Linked DNA regions of Sus scrofa: region 2 is linked to region 1. A link is a contact called in public Hi-C data. All regions are on one chromosome and are shown on one strand. The core of a region is the stretch at or near the end of the contact, and the rest is flanking DNA. Distances in the headings are between cores, read along the strand shown.

Region 1 (4,502 bases), core at 1,282-3,781:
TGTTTTCTTTAGTAAAATTATTTAACCCTTAGGGGTTTCGGGGCTTTGCTTTATTTTGTTTTGTTTTTAAGAGGAAGGAGAACAAAGGAATACCTCATCATGTTTTTGTGATTCTCTAGAATTTAGCCTGGTTTATATTTCTTTAAGTGTCTACATTAGTGATGTAGATGGTAAAAAAATATCTATAAGTATCTGGTCAATTTTATGGAATTATATTTTAGAAATACTTTAGGTAGACAGTGTTTTGATTTTTATTTTAATTGATTTTAATATTGTCTTAATCTTCTGATTTGTCTTATTTTTTTTTGCATCTAAGAACAGACATTAATATCATAGAGTACATAGAAATAAAGTCACATATTCATATCATAGGACCCATTAACATCACACCTAATATAATTAAGAAATAATGTTTACAGCTGAATTCCTTCCTAAGCCTTAGAGAAGTTACATGGCATTGATGTTTGGATTTGCTTTTCTTGTCTGTCCTTACACAGATAGGAGTAAGGAGTCTCTTAGGAGTCTCATCCCAGTCAAGCTATGCGTGCACCATCTCCAGCCCTAGTTTCTCAGCCAATTTGTCCCCTTCCAACCATTGGAGACTCCAACACAGGATGGAGTCCTGAGCCTGCACTCTCCACACTCTCCCATCCTGCACTTTCTGTTTTAGTACCTTTGCTAATACTATTGCCTTCTCCTAAAAGTTCCTCTCATGGTATCTCAAATTGCCATGTATACCTCCTCTCTGAAGGTTTCAAAGATTTCCACTACCCTGAAATCAGTCTTTTTTCCAAGAATTCTCAATGCTCTATTTGAAGTTCTCATAAAGTTTTTATCCCTTTATGCTCTTTATCATGATTATGAAGGGTTATTTTTTCATAGTATGTAATAAATCCATGCCTGATTTACCTTTTAATGTCTTGTCCATAAAGAACATTTGATAATTTTTGATTGAAAGAAAAAATGATATTTTTTAATGAAAAATAAAAAGTTTACTTTAGATCAATAAAAGATCACAGCAAAATTTCTTAAAATATGACTCAAATTTTTCTAGAACATTTGCCGAGATTCCTCCAGGCTTCCTGGATCAGAATCTCTTAGGCCCAACATCTTTTTTTTTTCTTTTTTTGGAGCTTTAGGCAGGCCTGCACCCATGGCATATGGAAGTTCCCAGGCTAGAGGTCAAATCAGAGCTGTAGCTGCTGGCCTACGCCACAGCAACAGCAATGTGGGATCCAAGCCGTGTCTACAACCTACACCACAGCTCATGACCTACACTGTAGCTCCTGCCAACACCAGATCCTTAACCCACTGAGTGAGACCAGGGATCAAACCTGCATCCTCTTGGATACTAGTCAGGTTCATTACCACTGAGCCACAATGGGAACTCACAAGGATCTTAAATGTAATATACATTCCAGGGAATTCTAATCCACACTAAAGTTTAAGGATCATTGGTTTATGTCAATGAAAGTTTCCCATTTATTCTTCCTCCACATGCACATAATTATCAATATGTACTTCAAAGTTTATACCACAAAACAAAATCCTAAGGCTAAAGAAAATTATTATAACACTAAATGGCTAGAGAAAAGTCATATTTTACTATAAATATAACCAGAAATGTTTTTGAATATCTGTTTTTACCAAATAGTGTGCTAGGCTCATAAAACTCTTTAAGACACTACACTCAGAGAGTTTATGATCAAGATGAGAGAAAAGATGCACACATATGGAAAGTTGATTGGACAAGCAGAATCATCAAGATGCTCTAGTGTGTCATATACTTTTGCATATTTGCTATTAACCAGCCTAGTCATTGCTCAATCAAATTAAAAAAAAAAAAACATTTCAAAGCAGTGGAAATAATTCCATACAGAGACATGATAGGAGGAGAAAAAAAGAACAGAGATTCTGCAAAGAAGAGCTGGAGGTCTTGGTTGTCCCACCACTCTCATGCAATAAGGATATGTTTATTTTAAACCAGGTTCTTGTTTTAGCTATGGATTTCTCTACAGCCCTGTATCTCCCTCCTCCTCCCCCAGGCCTAAGCTTCATCTTGGAATCACCCAGCTAGTATTGTCAAGCACTCCATAACAGGAATTCAGACCTCTGTGAGATAGGGGTATTTGGAGGTGAAGCAGTGAATTCTGCAGTGGTGATTCTGGAGAGTCAGAAGAAAAAGGAAGAGATCTCAGGAGTGAAGGCGTTCAAGAGGAAAATAGAGGAAGGATACAAACATACTTTGTTTGCAATTTTGGAATCTGAGAAACAGCCCAAGTGACCCTGAAAAAAATCACTGCCATATATTGCTAAAGACTGATATACATAAAAATAATTCTTTAGTAAGTCTATGGTCCTTGGCTTCCCCTCAATGGAACTATTATCCCTACTCCAGGTTAATCCAAGTCCAGCCAAATGTCAGCCCATCCTTACCCTCTTTCCCTCTGCTCCCTCCACTGGACAGCTGAGGGTCAGGGATAAGCAGGGAAGGCTGGAAACAAATGATATGGATATGTGCTGCCTTTCCGGCCTCTTCTATTTAGCTGGCTCAGGATTTCCTTGTTCTAGACCTTGAGGACATATCCTTTAGAAAGCTTCCAGCCTGCTTGTCAAGATAAGTAGCAACAGCCAAGTGGTAAGATATTCTAGACATTGAGCTGAGAGAGGTCACCTGAGCTGAGTGATCCAGAGAGAATCTGCCGAAACAAAAAGCTGTGAAAAACTGAAAAGGAAGATCTGAGACATTTCTAGTCAAGGAAAATGGCGTTGGCAAAGTTCAGCTAGTGGGAATGCAGAAGGCATGGTGATGCAATGGAGCAGCCCAGCCAGCTGGAGCTCAGAGTTTGTGTTTGTAATGAGAGAAAATTGGGAAAATGGAATGAGTCCAAACTCCAACAGGTCTCAGAGAGTGATGATAATTTTCGCTAAGAATAGTAAATCTTTTAAAACTAATCAGTGCTGTTACCCCAACTGACCTTATTCTTTGTGTGTGTGTGTGTGTGTGTGTATGTGTGTGTGTGTGTATGCGTGTGTGTGTGTGTAATGGTTTTTATTTTTGTCCATTATAGCTGGTTTACAGTGTTCTGTCAATTTTCTACTGTACAGCATGGTGACCCAGTTATACATACATGTATATATCCTTTTTTCTCCCATTATCACGCTCCATCATAAGTGACCAGACATAATTCCCAGTGCTACACAGCAGGATTTCATTGCAAAGGCAATAGTCAGTATCTATTAACCCCAAGCACCCCATCCATCCCACTCCCTCCCTCTCCCCCTTGACAACCACAAGTCTATTCTCCAAGTCCATGATTTTCTTTTCTATGGAAAGGTTCATTTGTGCCTTATATTAGATTCCAGATATAAGTGATATCATATGGTATTTGTCTTTCTCTTTCTGACTTACTTCACTTAATATGAGAGTCTCTAGTTCCATCCATGTTGCTGCAAATGGCATTATTTCATTCTTTATAAGGCTGAGTAGTACTCCATTGTGTATATATACCACATCTTCCTTTACTATTAAGTAGTTTGTGAAAAGAGGCAGGAACTGTTTGTTTGTTTGTTTGTTTGTTTGTTTGTTTTAATCATGCATTACAATACCAGAAACCCAGTAGATAAAAATGATAGTTAGCACTGATAGAGGACTTTTAATATGCACACATCACAGGGGATTTAATGATGAGTTTAGGGAAAAAAGTCAAAAATTTTGAGTTATGTTTTTGTTTTGGTGATACACTTTTAAAACTTCAGTTCCACTTTATTATAATTCAACCACTGCTCCTGATAAACAACTAGTGGCACCATTAAGATAAAGAAGAGATAACACATAAATTTACTGAATGAAAGAAAATAGCTGCTTCTAAAGATTTTAGAGCCAATCATCCTCCTAAGAAATGCTAACCATTTCTTTAAAATTAGCTAGATTAAAAGGAGGCTTATTTTGGAAGTTCTAGTTGTGGCTCAGCAGTAACAAGTCTGACTAGTATGCATGAGGATGTAGGTTCAATCCCTGGCCTCACTCAGTGGGTTAAGGATCCAGCATTGCCATAAGATGTGATGATGTAGGTCAAAGACATGGCTCCAATCCTATGTTGCTGTGGCTATGGCTGTGGCTGGCAGCTGTAGCTCCGATTCAACCCCTGGCCTGGGAACTTCCATATGCTGCAGGTGCAGTCCTAAAAAGTGTAAAAAAAAAAATCATATTTTACTTAAATGACAGAATCACCTACCTGATCTTTTTCCTGCAACCATCTGTCCTTTGTTTTTCTTTAAATATTTCAGTTTTGAGTGTTCTTCCATCACCAACGATCTATGGTCCTCATGGCAAACCTCAACCACTTACTATGCATGAAATTCCAAGGCAAGATAGACTTTCCATTTCCTTAATTGAGAAGGAAGAAAACCAAAATAAATAAATGAACAATTCCAAAGAAACATATTCAAAGTCACTAAAAATAGCTTGAGGAAAGTATATGGCCAATTAATTTGCCAAT
Region 2 (4,502 bases), core at 1,457-3,956, 71 kb before region 1:
TCAGATGTAAGGAATAAAGAAGACGGAGGAGACAAGACCGCTTAAGGATGGAGCAACTAGGAAGATGATGATACCTAGATGATGCTTATAATGGTAAAGTATATTAGTGCCAATAATTTTCAATGCCTAAGAAAGGGAAATAAGATAAAGGAAATAATATAAAGAGTAAAAATCGCCTATTTGATTAACAACAACAGAAAAAGCAGGTCTTTGTTGACTTCGGTAAGAAAAATCATCTTTTTTTGGCTAAAGTCAGTAATACAAAATTTATTAGGCTATGAAAGGAGTTGTACCTACAGATTGAAAAGAAAGAATGAACCCATTTGACGCTCAAACAAATTCAACACGTCTACTCTATGTACAGCAGGCTGGGAGATGGAAGGAAGTTGAAGACCTGGTGCCCACTTTCTGGACATTGAGACCACAGGCTACACCTGTGAATGTGATCAAGGCCGTCTTAACCAGCACGGCCCTGCCCTGCAAGCCCCCTTTCTCTAAGCACGGTCGGAGAGGAGTTGAGCAGAAGGAGCCTTACTAACACAAGTACTGCTTATCTTTACTCAGAAAAAGAATCTGTTTGTTCTAAAAACTGTGAGCCATTTATATCCAACCCTCACCTGCCCTTCTGTGAGGGCTGTTTAGCCTGAGTTCACACCAGACCGTCCAGATCCATCTCCCAGGAATCTACTCAGTACGCACATAAGAATAGCTTGCATAGAAGGTGTCCCCACTGGTAAACGTTAATATTTTGAAAGAATTTTTTTCCATATTGGGAAAAATTGTCTTGTATTTTTTTGTTGGGTAATATCCCTCTATCTCGTCCTCAGGTCCTTTGTGATTTCCCTGCAGCAAATAAGAACTTGACCTTATGACTGTTTTGCTACATGAAGGATAAAGGCAATGCTTCAATCAGCCAGAGATGCCCTGATCTTGAAGGAGAAGGGGTCAGGGCTCTCTGGCAAGAAATATGGGGAGTTAGGAAGGGAAGAAAGAAAGGGACAGCATGTGAATTTGGCTTTGGTGTCATGGAAAATGTACTTCCTGAGGACATAGATGATGTGGTGTTTAAGGGCCCTTTATCACTGTGGGACATTCATCGCTTACTGCTGATGTGGAGATCAGTACTTTATCTGTTTGAAAACTCTCTATCATTGCTCCCAACAAAACAGCTCTGAGTCTCTCTTCCTCTCTGAGTTACTGGGAAAAAAATTCAGCCATTTGAAACACCATGTTCACTTGAGGCCAGGATCAAAGATTTGGTCTTTGACTGGACTTATCAGCTTTACTCAACAGAAAACCATCCTAAAGCCACAGATACAATTCAAACCCCACAAAATGATTGCTAATTGGGCCGAGAGGACAACATATGTTTATTTCTATAAAATCACTCTCCCAATTGAAAACCTTCCCAAGCTCTTGTCCTAATAATATCATATCATCCTCCTTTGCAAATGCAACTCAAAAAATCTCTCAAAACTCAATTCTGTCCTGTCTTCTTTGCACTGGTGTTGGCAGGTAGGCCAAGCACCAAATTCATCCTCAAATAGTTGAATTCAGATGAAGGAATACACAGAAGATAAAAATAAACCATAGAATGTTTCACTTCCACAAAGGATGTTAATTAGATTGTGGAGATTCTGATTTTAGGATTTCAAAGGGTACAGGAAAGTCCATGTGCTCCATGTGCTGAACTGTATAAAGAAAACAATCTCTTCTCAAAAATAAACAGGCACTGTTTTGGGTTTTTTGCACTATAATAAACAACATTGTACAAAGAAATAATTCATGGGACACTCTTTGGTAGGTAGAAGTTGCTTTTCCCATTCCTTCCATCCTGTATCATGCCCCTAATGAGGACTGAGCTATGGGGACTAACCTGTAAGCAGCTGCCAAGAACAGGAGATGAATGTATTACAGGATCTTTAAGGACAGCATAAGATCAATGCCAACAATTCTCTGAGTCGTGCGTTTCAGGAGGTCAAGGTCTGGACAGACTGAGTAAGGAACATTCCACATCCTGAATCATAAACACTGTAAGTTGCCCTTTTTCATGTAAAAGCCTGATCAGATGTCACCTTGCCAGAGACAGGACTGAAGATATGTACAGATGCGAAGGGGAAAGAGGCACCACAGGCAGGACCAGTGCTCGGGACTAAAGTTGAAACACAGCATTTTAAAGAGTGAGGGCAAGAGTTCCCATTGTGGCTCAATGAGTTAAGGATCCAACTTGTATCCAAGGGGATGCAGGTCTGATCTCTGGCCTACCTCAGTGGTGGGGGATCCAGTGTTACCATGAGCTGTGGTGCAGGTCACAGATATGGCTCCGATCCGGCATTGCTGTGGCTGTGGCTGTGGCCGGCAGCTGCAGCTCTGATTAGACCCCTGGCCTGGGAATTTCCATATGCCACAGTGCAGCCGTTAAAAAAGCAAAAGAAAAGAAAGAGTGAGGGCTTTTAAGCAGACATTGAGAAAACAAGGCAGAAGCTCAGAATCAAAAGGAAAACACATTGAATTCTATCCCACCACATCCTGGTTTTCAGCAGTATAAAAGTACAGCAACAGAGCCTCAAGGGAAACAGAGAGAGGAAAGGGAAAGAGGCAAAGGTCATGGCTGGGAGAGTGAACAGCAGCAGGAATGGGGGTTGGAGAGAAAGTATTCCCAGTGCCTACAAGAAAGGAAGGAAGGAAGTGATGCAGGGCAGCAAAGAATGCAAGAGAGCCCCAAGGTTTCCACAGAGAGCTGGCTGTGTAGAAAGGGCTGCTTGAATGGAGAAGGACTGAGGCAAAAGCTTCTGAAACGAACAGCAGGCAGATGACCTCTGATCAAATGCAAGTTGGAGACACCAGTCTGGAAGGAAAAAGGCCCATGTATCTGATCTTCTCCATGTCCAAGAATGGGTGAAGAGCTTTGATTCTATCTTGAGAGAGCACTTGAATGAACAGAAATAGAGATAAGATGTAGTCATGGACCGAAATTCACATCCCCTAGAGTTGAGCAGATTTCTAAGATTTTTTTATGCCTTTTCTTCCTGTCCTAGCTCTGAACGTAGGAGGAATAACACTAAAGTCTAAGTCACGGCATCCAGATTCTGTTTCCCAACTTTGCAGTTAATCCTTTGGGGGATTCTGTCAGGACCTCAGTTTATTCATCTTCAATATGAGCGTGCTGGAACCCCATTCATGGTGTTCACACTCATACCTCCCAACAGCCCACAGGGAACTTTGCAGAGCCTACAGCCTTCACGAGGCCAAGGCCACATCTATCTTGATCACTATCACCTGATCACACTTGACATAGTACCAGCAGTTTATAGCAGATGCTCAGTGAATGTGCAGTAAGTGAATTTAAGTAGACAACAATCCACGAAGCAGCTCAAAGCAGAGCTGTCCAGCTCCAGCGGTGCAGCACCTACTTCTTCAGCTGCCCTCTGCACCCAGGGTCATGGTGGACATACCAAACTGTAGGAAACCCCGTGTGCCCACTGCTGGACAGGACCGAGAGGCATCTCCTTACAAATCATGACTCTGTAGTCTCTATGCAGCCCATGTTGAATTGAAATGTAGAAATTAATCTGGTTTGGCCCAAATTCACCTGACCGGAGGATCACTTTTCCCATTTCACCCTCCACTTCAAAGTTTTGGTCTTTAAACCTTCTTGCTGGTACAATTCCTCCTCCCTTCACAGAAGATGAAAGCATTTTTCCAGACAGGCCTGCTGTGAGTGACTTCATGGAAATGAATATCTTGTGTCCCTAATGTGCCTCTCACATGAGGAACTCCTTGTATTTATTTATTTTTAAGAATAGGGCTGGGAGGTTGACGTTTCCATTAGCAGTTGAGTGATTTTTTTTTTTTTTTGAAATATAAAAACCCTCCTCCTCAGTGAGACATGCCTCACATTCCCGTCTCCCCACTTCAGGCAGTTATGTGCTACTAAATATGCAGTGGAAATGACACATGTCTGGAAACCCAGAAGCAACACCGTCTCGAGGCTGCTTGCTCAGTGGTGTACAATGAAAGTGTTGTAGGAGGTTAATTGAGGAAGGCAGACTCCTGGATTCTCAAAAGTGAAATCTGTGGCACCTTTTGCATTTGGATGTGATGTGCTCCAAGGCACCTTGTGTTTGCAGGCTGATTCCACAGGATAAAGGCACAGATTCACTGACCTTCCAGAGAATCCCGGAAATATCAGTGTCTTAAGGGGAGCTGAGACCACTAAGTTCTCCTACAACGAAGGAGAACAGACCACAAAAAAGGATGGATCTGCTCCTCCCACATAACCTTGGGTATCAGCAAGCCACATAGGGCACTGGACTGATTGGATTCTACACCCAGTGTGCTTCTAATTCTAAAGGACAGAGGTAATCAGTTTAACTCAAAGTAATTTTTCTCAATTTATGTCAACAAATGTATTTCTACAGGGTTCTCTCTTGACCTACTGTGAAAGCTAGTAATAGGATAGAGGTTGAGAAATGGAAATTAAAAATGGAATTGGATGGCTA

Evidence for each region. A called contact is a pair of places that touch in the nucleus more often than the background predicts.
Region 2: a Hi-C map of liver shows a contact between it and region 1, with 3 times the contacts expected there. The contact joins two enhancer-like sites. A contact is called at or near these places in 5 of 47 Hi-C or Micro-C datasets (embryonic fibroblasts, liver and skeletal muscle) and 1 of 2 datasets of contacts at active chromatin or transcription factors (skeletal muscle).

Annotation. Positions count from the first base shown.
Region 1 is chr17:1,349,875-1,354,376 of Sscrofa11.1, reverse strand. The region is part of intron 5 of DLC1 (rho GTPase-activating protein 7); the gene reads left to right. Among named protein-coding and RNA genes, the nearest start is that of C17H8orf48, 260 kb to the left of the region's middle. Within about 2 kb of position 2,531, at least 6 of the 83 cell types and tissues checked have an H3K27ac peak or open chromatin away from gene starts, as enhancers often do. A contact at or near this core is called in liver, where this site is marked.
Region 2 is chr17:1,421,220-1,425,721 of Sscrofa11.1, reverse strand. The region is part of intron 4 of DLC1 (rho GTPase-activating protein 7); the gene reads left to right. Among named protein-coding and RNA genes, the nearest start is that of C17H8orf48, 190 kb to the left of the region's middle. Within about 2 kb of position 2,706, at least 10 of the 83 cell types and tissues checked have an H3K27ac peak or open chromatin away from gene starts, as enhancers often do. A contact at or near this core is called in liver, where this site is marked.